2 separate regions of the Zea mays genome follow, and region 1 is linked to region 2. The links are chromatin contacts, called in public Hi-C maps. All regions are on one chromosome and are shown on one strand. The core of a region is the stretch at or near the end of the contact, and the rest is flanking DNA. Distances in the headings are between cores, read along the strand shown.

Region 1 (5,856 bases), core at 1,029-3,528, 300 kb after region 2:
TAGAAATATCATGGGCAATCTCCCACAGGAAGATGACCGGAGCGTTGCTAGACTCAGCACTCATCAACATCTTCGTCAAAGTCTTCCTCATCACCTTCTGAATTAGCAAGGGGTGAGCTTACTTATGGTGGGGGCTCGGCAAGTGGGAGGAGTTATGCAAGGTTAACATGGTAGGCTATGGTTAAGCGGTAAACATTTTAGTTGGTAAATATTTTATTAACAACGCCTAACTTACTAATTGTAAGTGTATCCCAAAAATTCCTAACTAAACATAAGTACATGATTATATCTAAAAGCACTTAAGTGAAACCACTCAAGCAAACCATTTAGAAACCATTGGATCATGATTTATTCTCCATCTTTAAGTTCAGTTATCATGTAAGGGTTCAGGTTGCTCTTAACCATGAGCACGCCTGACATATCAAATTTACACTCTGCAGAGGTGCTACAACTTTACCCACAAGCCATGTATCCCATCTGGCCTAGGTTGTACGGACCCTTAAACACTACCGAGGTGAATGACTAGGGTTCCATTATGAGGCTTTCACAAAATATCCTTAGTATAAAGACACCCGCTAAGGTTTCCACGTCAGTATTGGTGACCCTCTGGCGCGAGGTAACTTAGTCAAGACTACCACCCCATGTTAACATGAGTTGCCACCAAACCACTGCCACCCCCTCTTGCCCATCTTTCAGGTAGGGTTGCTAAGCACTAAGTCTATAAAGCTATTTATCAAAGCCAGAGTCATGATAGCACTCGTGGTTGCACTGTTTTCCTGTGTGGTCACTTCATGTTCCGTTTAATACAACATAATTTTGTTTAATCTTCAGATTAAAACAACAATATTTATTTCATTTGTAGAACAATAATATCTTCAAAGAGTGACAACATAATAATACATTTAAGCAATAGCATAATTACTAACCATAGCTTTAATCCCCGGTTAAACAAGAAATATGGATAGTATTTCTAAGTAATCCTATTTAGGCAAACACATCAATTTATGCACATAATCAAAAGTAAATACTATTAAATATAGTGTTTGGGGTACAATAAGAAATGCAGAGGGAGAATTCACTTCTCTTGCTCAATCGTTTCGTGTGGGTCTTCCTTAAACGAGTGCAATTCATTGTAAGAGAGTAATTTTGATTAATTGTAGATACTACAGACGAACTTCTAATAATACTTGATATTCTGGGCTACGTAACACAAAAGGCAGTTGAACTGAAGACACGATTAACAATTTTTGAGAAATCTTGCAGTGCGCTTTGCTTGCTTGGAGTATTGTTTCCCCGCTTGCGTTCCAGCTTCCAGGTGAATACGGTACAGCCGAGAGCTGAAGATGTAACGTAATTTGTTTGCAGAAATAATTGCTCAGTTCATGAGCAACCATTGCAGAAATTAGTTTCAGGCCCGTTTGTTTCGTTGGAATTTCATTTTAATAATTATAATTTTGATAAAACTAATTAAGTTTATATATTTATATATGTAATATATTTGTATATTATCCTAAATCATATGACAGAGATAGTTATATACTACATTTATGTTATAGCGGCACAAGTAGAAAAGTATATACTATAAGTTGTACATCGGAAAAATAGTATCTAAATCTATAGAATTAATTTACATCTCTCACCTCATAAATTTGAGATAAGCTTATATGATAACTTTGTAAAATGGTGGAATGCCACATTCTAAAAAAATAGTTTATTCCATTAGTAAGATTCTAATTTCTCAAAATGAAAGGAAACAAACTGCGGATCAGTGTTTTTGCTGTCCAAATCCAAATAGATATCATCTAACTTATCCAAAGCAACTAGTAGACTCCAATTAATGTATATGGACCTTTTGGTACACATGGAAGGCCTGAGAGCACGTTGATGGGTAATTTGATGCATATGGACCTGATTGATATCATCTAACTTATCTAAAATAAATATCGTGATTTACTATTTGCAACATGTACACTATAGATCTATAATGCACCTGATACCTTCCTAATATCATGCCACTACGTACAACGATGCTTCTGCTTATTGCTCCCTTATATATGCTCTCTGATTTGAAGTCTGAAACCATATCTCCGGCCGCGACGTGTTAAGAATGTCTTGAGCGACACGCAATTACTCACAGCAGTTGTGCTTCTTCCAGCGGCGTCCGGTGTCTGGGATCGTGACCTGGGGGCTGGGGCCCACATGTAAAATTAACCGACTAAGCATAGCGAACAGCCGAACACCCTCCTACAAATACCCACCACCGGCACGCGGCACCGCCAATGCCATTGCCACCTTCCAAACGCAAACAATTCTAAAGCAACGCGAGCGAACAATTGAGAAAGCCAGAGCGAGCGATCGAGCGAGAGAGAGAGAGAGATAGGGGTGGGGGAGAGGCAAGGAAGGGGAAGAGGAGCGAAGGCGCCATGGCCGACGACAGCGGCACCGTCGGGATGGCCATCGGCACCGCGGTCGGCGGCACCTCCATTGCCCTCTTCACCGGCGTGAGCTGCTGGTTGGGCATGAAGGCTTACCGTGACGGCCGATTCTCGAGAGGATGGTGGCGGATGCGCGTCTGCACGCTCGGCGGCGTCACCACCCTGGGGCAGGCGCTGGCCTACGACTGCGCCATGTGCGGCCGCAGCCTGGACCAGCGGGAGGAGGTCCGCACGCTCTCCTGCGGTCACGTGTTCCACCTCCGCAAGGGTCCCAAGTGCATGAGCAACATCGACGACTGGCTCCGCGAGAACCGCATGCGCTGCCCCTCCTGCTGCAAGCCCGTCTACCCCGTGTTACCGTGGAAGGCGCCGACGACATCGGTTCCACCGACCGCGCCCGTGCCACTGCCAGCACAGTCGTCGACGTCGACGTCGACGTCGGATTTGGAGGCTCAGGAGCCGAGGCGGTGGGCGTCGTCGGAGCAGGGGCCACAGCGGCGACTGTCGTTGGACCTGGGAAGACCGCGGTATCCACCGTCGATATGATTCCAGGACGCGCTACAGTTTGGGTCTCCGTCGTAAAGACGCATGATCGAGCTTGGATGGGACAGTGTTGGAGCGTCTTTTGGATCAGTTCTTCCAGAGGTTCTTTAAGGATTCTTTCGTCGTTTCTTTCTCTGCATGCGTTATTGGAACTGGTCAAAGGGTATTGCATCTCGCTGATGGTCTGGATCGGTTCTCATGGAGTCATTTACTTTTTTTTTTGCTACGTCGGAACTGAACAAACTTAGCTTGTTTCTTCTTTTGTTCTGATCTACGTTCACTTGTGATGAACTAAGCAATGTTCTGTTAGTTCTTGGCTCAGATCCAATGATCTGATGAAAGCGAATAGCAGATAGATTCTCGTTAATTGGTTTGGCACTTTGTACCATTTCCTCGCGCCCCAGTGTTCAAATTGATACTGATCAATGGGCATCTTGGGATGAGAATTGCAAGATTTTGGTATAAACTTTTCGCCATAATGTTTTCTAGTTCTTGCAATAGCGCATCTGTGCATGACGCCAGTTCCATACTCTGTTAGTTTTTGCTGCTGAACGCCTGATCATATGATTAGTCTTTCTGTAAATCTTGTGAACTAATAAGTTACAGTTTCTCTTCTGATAAAATTGATGTTTGCTTCACAGAGTACTATCGGACGTTTTTCTTGTATTCGAGATCAATGATTCGTAGAGCAGCTACTGCTTCTATCATACTGCTGTATAACTGAAGACTAGCAAATGCTTGACAGTTGACTCTATGCTGTCACCATTTGCTTACTCTGTTCAATTACTTTATTGAGTGACTAAAAACCTTTAGATTTTTTTGTCCAAAATATGTTTAAGGCTAGTTTGGAAACTTAAATTATCCTCGGGATTTCTGAGGATTGAGTGGAAAATTAAGCTAATTTTTACCTCAATCTCTGTGAATCCCGAAGGGATTTATGTTTCGAAACTAGACCTTAGTTGGTCTGAAAATCTTGTGAATGTTAGCGCCACTACAACGATGTTGGGACACCGGAGATATGGAAGCAGAAGGTGCAGAACAACAGCAAGCGAAGGGAGGCGACGAAACACGCCCGCGTCGGCTGAGGCGCAGGAACGTCCATGTGACTGGGCTAGAGTGGGCCGTGTAAGAGCGTCGTAGGCTGAGCTCGAAAGGGTTATCTGACCTATAACACGAGCAGACATCACACAACAGTTCTCCTCCGATCTGCACCAACCCACTCTCCCCATTATATATTTTGCCGGGCTTGCTGGACGGCCTAAAACCCTGCACGGATTTGGTCCGGTCCAAACCCGGCACAGCATGAAGCAAAGCGGGCTCGTGCCGGCCCGGCCCAGTCACCGGGCCATGCTTGGGCCTAAGGCGCGACACGGTGGGCTAGGTACCATATGACCCGTTTTTATTTTTATTTTTATTTTCATATAAATAAGATACAATATATTTTTAACCTTCATGTATGCATATTTTTAACATACTTTTACCATTTAAACACCATATATTATTATAGGTCTGTTAGACCCGTCGTGCCGTGGGCCGGCCCGACACGGTTAATACCTTAGCGTGTCGTGTCTGGGCCTCGCTCGAGGCTCGTGGGCCGGCACGACACGACCCGCTTTCTAATCTGAGTCGGGATGGCATGATCTCAATCTGTGCCGGGCCTAGCCGGGCTCGGGCCGGGTTGGTCCGGCCCACCCATTTTGACATGTATACTCCCCATCCAACGTGCTAACATCTGGTGGCAGAGACAACAATCCTAGATCCATTAAGTATGCCTCTTAGAGAAGATCGACGGGCGTTGTGACGATGTAGAGTGCCATGTCGAAGAGTGCTGCAACGAGATTCATACCCAATTCACGGCACGCTGTGATGCGATCCAACAACAAGTGGATGTAGTGGCTCTGCGCCGTGAGGAGCGTCTAAGCGTGCTCGAGGTGATGAAGACAGAGGGCGATCTCTAGAGACCTGATTTGGCAAAGCGAGTGGATGAACTCGTGTTGGAGATTACCCAAGCTAACAAGTTTCTGGAGTGGGAACATGGTAATGGATTACGATCTAAATGTTTATTTACAATTTGTTTGATCCCTTAATTTATTTTAGTTCAAAAATGAATAAAAATAGGGTTCGATCATAATCCGATTCGATTCTTAAATTTTATAGTGTAAAATTTACAACTCATTACCACCACTACAAACATCGCACCTCATACATGAACCTATGCTACGTAGCCTAGAATATCAATAGAAACCATAAGTATTAGAAGTTCGCGCGTAGTATTTATCACCAATCAAAATCACCTCTTTTTTGGCATATCTCTTACACTGAACATTAGTGTCATAGTATGAACCCTGAATTGCATTGTTGCTCTTACAAATAAATCTAGCTTCACTAAACCACAAGAAACATCACTAGCTAGAAATGATTACGCTACTATCACTAAAAAATGTTGTGCTCCATATTTTCCATGAAACGAGCTGATTATGTTTGATCATGAGAAACTTCATCAACCAAAGAAAAGATTGTGAAAGAATAAATAGGCAACCACAACAAGTTGTTAGGTAAGTAAAGCCTAATAGAACCAAAATTTTAGCATTCTGCTGCAACTTGTGGGTTCATTTTTGTAGCAGTAATCGAGTTGTTTCTTCATTATGTTTGTAGTCCTATGTTGTCTTGTAGCTGGGGGACAACAACATTGCGACTTCCTCATAACACCATCGCTATTGTCTGGCATTGACCGTTAAGTATTACTCCCTCCGTCCCAGTATACAAGGCATAACCACCTCTGATTTAAGAACCAAGAAATGCATTTAATTCTGTCTATCAACAATAGTACTACTGCATTGATATACATGTGTCTAGAGAGCACGCCTTATATTATGGG
Region 2 (5,608 bases), core at 1,037-3,536:
CAGCTAGATTATTGGAAAAAAGCTGAACCAAGCCCCTAGTCGAACGAACCACTAACTGGACGCACTACCGCTGCAGTAGGCCACAGTGGATGGATGCGCTTGGGGATTCTTCCACGGAGGGAGAATTTTATCAACCGTCGGGGGGAAAAAAAGAAGCTTTTGATACGCTACGAAGACAAGCATGCGGGATGTCGGGCATTGCAAGTCGCACTTGATCAAAAGAAATAAAGCAGAGGCGGCAGGATTCGGAAGTGTCCCACGACGTGGGGAACTCCGTGACAGCTGATGAAAACCGAACGTAGTAAAGAGGAGACACGTATGATCGTGGTGTCTGCGAAGTTGGTTGCAGCTAGCTGCTAGCCTCGGCCCGGTATCCAGTGGGCCCGTCACATAGATTACAGGCACAGTGGATGGGAAAGCGAAGTTTGAGGCCCCAGTCCCAGTTGGGTGACTGCAGGCTGCAGCGCGCGGCCAACCACCGACCCCTCGATCCCTTACCCCACGCACGTCACGTACGACAAGTCGACAACTCGACCAGGTCTGCCTGTTGAGAAAATCTCCATGGCTACAGGCAGGCAAAGAGCTGTGCATGGGCGCGGGAGTCTCGATCGGGACGCGCTTACCACGAAGAACACGCGGCATGCAGACTCTCCACGGAAACGAGAGGAGAGGTTGCGCGCGGTCACGAGCTACGACGTCAACAATCACAGGGAAAGGCGTTCCGGGTTCACAGTCACAACTCACAGGTGGGGGCGCAGCCGGCAGCACGTGTGTGGTTCGTTCATACTTGGATCACGAGCGAGCGTACGTGCGTGCGTGGCCATACAAATTAAGGCAAAGTGTACCAAGCAGGACAGCGTCTCCCTCTGGGCAGGAAGATGATCGTACGCGCCATGATTAATTAGCCGCGGAATGCTGGATGCTCTCCTCCAACTTTGGAGGTGTTTAATTGGCCACCGTAGTACGTCGCGTCGGGCACAATAATCACCTTTGCTGCTTTGCGACTACTTAGTAGCCAGGCTGTGGTCCTCCTCCGTGAGTGAGCGAGGACGGCTGTGCTGGTGGTAGGAGGAAGGATTATAATCCTCTCGGCGATCACCGACGACGCCAACGCCAAACCGTGCTGTACTGTGCGCCTATATATGCCGGCCGGCCGGCCGATTGCCATGCAAGTACATACTTGTATCCCTACCCTCTCCGCGCAAGTGTGGCGAAGGATCGAGTAGGGTCCCAACGCACTTGCAAGGGCAGCGTCCAGCTGGGCCGCCGGGGATCATCACTGCTCACGTACTACCATTATTCCCAACAACAAGAGAAGGCTCGTTTTGTTGGCCTGCAGTGCCGGCGCGCAGTGCGCTGTCGTTGCCGCCACGCATTTACTGGAGCCTTCACCGCTGACCCCGCAGGCTCCATGTTTATTTTTTCTTTCTCTTTCTAGGTAGGTAGGCAGGCTTGTCCATTCAAGCAAAGCAAGGCCAGGCCACAATTGGGCCTGTCATGGGTAAATTACGAGATATGGCTGCCTGAACCTGAAGGACTGAAATGCATGCCTCCAGACTGGCATAAACCATGCTGCTAAATGTGATACTCACAATTCCTGCCTTCACGTCGTTCTGTACACGGGGCAAACAGAATATATTAGGCAGGGAAAAAATGAATTTAATAAAATGCTTGATAAGATGCTAAGGTTGCAAAACATTAAATATGGGGAGGCAAAACGAAATATGGTATTGGATGCTAAATATTATATGGGGAAGGTGAAAAAACATGGTATATGACGCTAAAGAAAACCTTGAAAATATAGAGACGCAAATAAAAATAATAAACCAGCAAAAAAACTTACAGAATAAGAGACAAAAAAATATGAAATATAATTTATTGAAAATGCTGGCTCATAGACAAACAAATAATAGTAAGGCGGGAAAGGAACTTACAAAATAAGAGACAAAAAAAAAATAATCTATTGAAAATGAGACAAAAAGAAATAAAATTTTAATTTATTAAAAAAATATGCTGGCTGTGGGGTTCGAACCCACGCGCACTTCAGTGCAGAAGATCTTAAGTCTTCCCCCTTAACCACTCGGGCAAACCAGCTGATTTGTGTAAAAGTTTCTCTGTTTAGTATATATAGTCTTTATAATCAGTAGTGCCGACCTGATCTGCTCCCCTGCTAGATGACCAGAGGAGTCTGCTGCCAAATTTAGCAGGCCAGCGCACGAAACTTCTGGAGCCGGACGACAATGCATTGGCGAAGGCAGCCTCCGCAACCATCTGGCCACCATTCGTGGCTCAACGCGGTTTTGTGTCTCTCAAACAACATGGCTAGGGTAGGCGAAGGGCAGGGCCAAGGAAGCCGCCGTAGTCATGGACAAATTCTTTGCCTCGGGTACGATTTCGTCCTAAATGATTATTGGACCTTTAATTTGTCGATGGCATCGATCATTTCTTCTTCTTCTGAAGGCCATTTCTTTTTTAATGAACGAACGTCACGAGATTGTGCCAGTTTCATTGATATAACCGATTTACGGAAACCTATTCTCGTGCCATTAGAGATGCTAAATAAATTTCTTGCCGGTGCCAAAACGGTGTTTGGTTTGTCCATTCTAGATAAGATGGTGCATTATATAAGTTCATTCCATAAATTTAAGTGTAATTGCTGATTTTCCTGGTTATATTGCGAGTTTAATCATTTTATGACATATCAAGGTTTGCTCTAAGTCATAAGATATGTGCCTCTTTTCTTTCAGCTTTAGGTAATTAAATTTACATTTCATATACAGTATAACTTTGCAGTTTAAAAGAAGTGACTTTTTTGTAACCAGTTTGTACGCATGGTGACTGATTTTGTGCTTTATAACAAAATGGTGATAAATACAATTCCAGGATACACGTGAACGCTAGTTTTCTTGATTTGACCGCACATATCTGCGTTGACACTAATTCTTCTAGGCGTGGACTGATATCATATTGTATAATTGGCTTCACCTTTCTCTTGCCAGATGAAATTTGACAAATAAGAGACCATGGAGAGACTTGAGGTGGACGGGGATTTCATTGCCGCTGGCAATTGGAAGGTAATCCACTTGACTTCTCGTTTTATCGGACGCTAGTGATGCTACAATGTTGTTATAATTGGAATTATCTTGTTTGTGTGACTGTTAGCCATAGGGTTGTATCAGACACATATACTGTACTTCCATTCTATGTAGTGTCTTGTGATGCTTGTTTGTTAAAGTTTCTCCAGTTTAGAAATACAGCTGCATCCTAGAAGTATCACCGATGTTTCAACCGAGACTTTGAAGAAACATCAAGAGATTTTGAAGACTCAGCCCCCACATCGCTCACGCTTGCGCGACATGGGGCTAGCCACCGGAGCTAGCCGACGGGGAGCTCACGTGGCTCGCGGTGATGGTGGCGTTATAGACGTCGTTCCCTTACTGAAGGCATCATGTTTGTGTTTGTCTCGGCCTCGACGTTGCCTTCAGTTGATGCTTTCGTTTCTCGGCGTCTGAATTGCGGGTGGAGGTGGGGTTGCAACGTGAAGTCGAAACTGCTATATCTGGGGATGTGGCTCGACAACGATGACATGAGGCGAACCCACTTCCTTGTGGTATGGATTGTTTTGGAGGCCGGGCAAAAAACCGAAGGTGGGTGTTGGATCAAGATCGTTGGTGAAGAATTGGAGCTGCCTCGAGTTTGGGTGTGTTGAGGCTTGGCAATGATGGTGCGTCGCGGTCTTCCTCCTTCAGTGCCAGGTTTTAGGTGTAGGCGTTGTCGTGTTTCTTTTGGTCGTGTGCGACCCGTCTGACGAAGTCGGAGTTTCTCGTACCTTGTGTTGAGCTCGGCAACAATGACTCTAGATAGGTTTTGTGTGAGAGTTTGTCACTGCTTGTGTTGGTTGGACACTCTGTGTAGGTTTTGGGGCCGGTTTTGTTTAAAACTAGGTCAATTCTAATCTTCTTCTTGTTGGAAAGGCAGAGCTCACACCATTACGTTAAAAAAAAATGAGACTTTGAACCTACCATATCGAATGTTCCATAGTATATCTCTCGTCTGCTGTTGTTTTCTAGATTAGCATTTTGGTTATTCAATAATGTGACGTATCAGGATGGTGGTGGTGGTAGGATCAGTTGGATCATTCTTTTGCTTCTTTTCGCAGCTACATGGGGCACTATGCAATGAACTTTACACAGTAGTCCGTGAAGTTTTGGATGCCATTCCTCCTTTTGAGACTACACGGTCAGGATGCAGTCCTGGGCTCCTGGCATTGAGTTCCTTGAGGATATCTGTTGAGAAAGCCAAGAATTTACTCCAGTATTGCTCAGAGAGTAGCAAGCTTTACTTGGTATATATTTTTTCATCCCTGTGAATGTGTTTGATATTTTCTAGTCTGAGAAAGTAAACAAAGGATGAATGCATGAACTATTCTTGTACAATGATGTCACCGGTGGTATAAATTATAAAACACATATGCACTTGGCAGAGAACCAACTTTTCATGAACTTTCTGTATTATCATATGCAATGTGCTTGACTTAACACTGAATTCCAGGCTGTTACAGCAGAAAGCGTTCTAACAAAATTTGAGAATTCAAGACAAGGACTTCTGGAAAGCCTTCACCAAGTAGAAGAAACAATTCCGGAAGCAGTCGGTTCTAAGGTAGTTGTCCATAATCTTTCAGAAACTTAGCTTTGCCAGCTAGTATTTTTGTTGGACCATACATACTGAACTTCTGCAATTAACCCTACAGTCTTTCAGAAACTTAGCTTTGCCAGCTATTTTTGTCGAACCACATATACTGAACTTCCGCAACAAATCCTAATGTCTCCCTTTATCTTGAGGGGATTGCAGCTTTACAATATTGCTTGATTGTAGGGATCCAAAACGTACACTAGTTTCGCCAGATTTTCAGTTAGTTTTTTTTTTGGCCGGAAGCTTTTGATGAGGAATTAAATCTTTCATGCTAATCTGACTTGGATCTTGTTTTCTTGTGGAATTAATTGGATTCCTGGTCCCCTGATGACTACTTTCCTTTCTAAATTTCAGATCACTATGATTGCACAAGAGCTGGAAAAGGCTGGTTTTGTCTTGGACCAGTCCGAAAAGCAAGTTGGTGATGAAGTGAGTGAACTAATCCAGAACGAGCCAAAATCCAATGGATTCCTTGATGAGAATGAGCTTGAATTTCTCCACCAAATTGCTTTCCGGGTTGGTATTACATCATCCGTGGCAGCTCTCACTGAAAGAAGAGCACTTAGGAGGCTTCTTGAGAGAGCCCATGCAGAGGAGGACTTGAAAAAGGAATCAATTGCAGCCTATCTACTGCACCTTATTAGGAAATACTCGAATATATTTAAGAGTGAAACAAACGATAGTACCAACTCCCTGTGCTCAAGCCCTTCCTGCTCCTCCAGTAAACTGTCCAGCTCAACTGATCTCCATGGAAACTGTCAGATCCTCGAGAAGCGGCTCCCAAGTGTTGGCTCCTTAAGTCCGAAGCAGATTGGAGGGTTATCAGGGACAGGGAGTATGCCCTTGCCACCTGAGGAGCTGAGGTGTCCAATCTCCCTGCAGCTCATGTATGACCCTGTTGTCATTGCATCCGGTC

What was found. A called contact is a pair of places that touch in the nucleus more often than the background predicts.
Region 1: a contact with region 2 is called in a Hi-C map of tassel, with 3 times the contacts expected there. The contact joins the promoter of LOC100282394 here to the promoter of LOC100279391 in region 2. A contact is called at or near these places in 3 of 25 Hi-C or Micro-C datasets (bundle sheath, ear and tassel).

Annotation. Positions count from the first base shown.
Region 1 is chr2:37,171,912-37,177,767 of Zm-B73-REFERENCE-NAM-5.0, forward strand. It overlaps LOC100282394 (zinc finger, C3HC4 type family protein), which reads left to right and starts at 2,279. Exons shown (of 1, transcript NM_001155305.2): 1 at 2,279-3,454. The coding sequence starts at 2,424. The coding sequence ends at 2,981.
Region 2 is chr2:36,875,889-36,881,496 of Zm-B73-REFERENCE-NAM-5.0, forward strand. LOC100279391 (U-box domain-containing protein 7) reads left to right here and starts at 2,287. Exons shown (of 6, transcript NM_001152404.1): 1 at 2,287-2,386; 2 at 3,000-3,074; 3 at 4,160-4,345; 4 at 4,552-4,659; 5 at 5,047-5,608. The coding sequence starts at 3,024. It overlaps TRNAL-UAA (transfer RNA leucine (anticodon UAA)), which reads right to left and starts at 2,094; the gene lies at 2,012-2,094.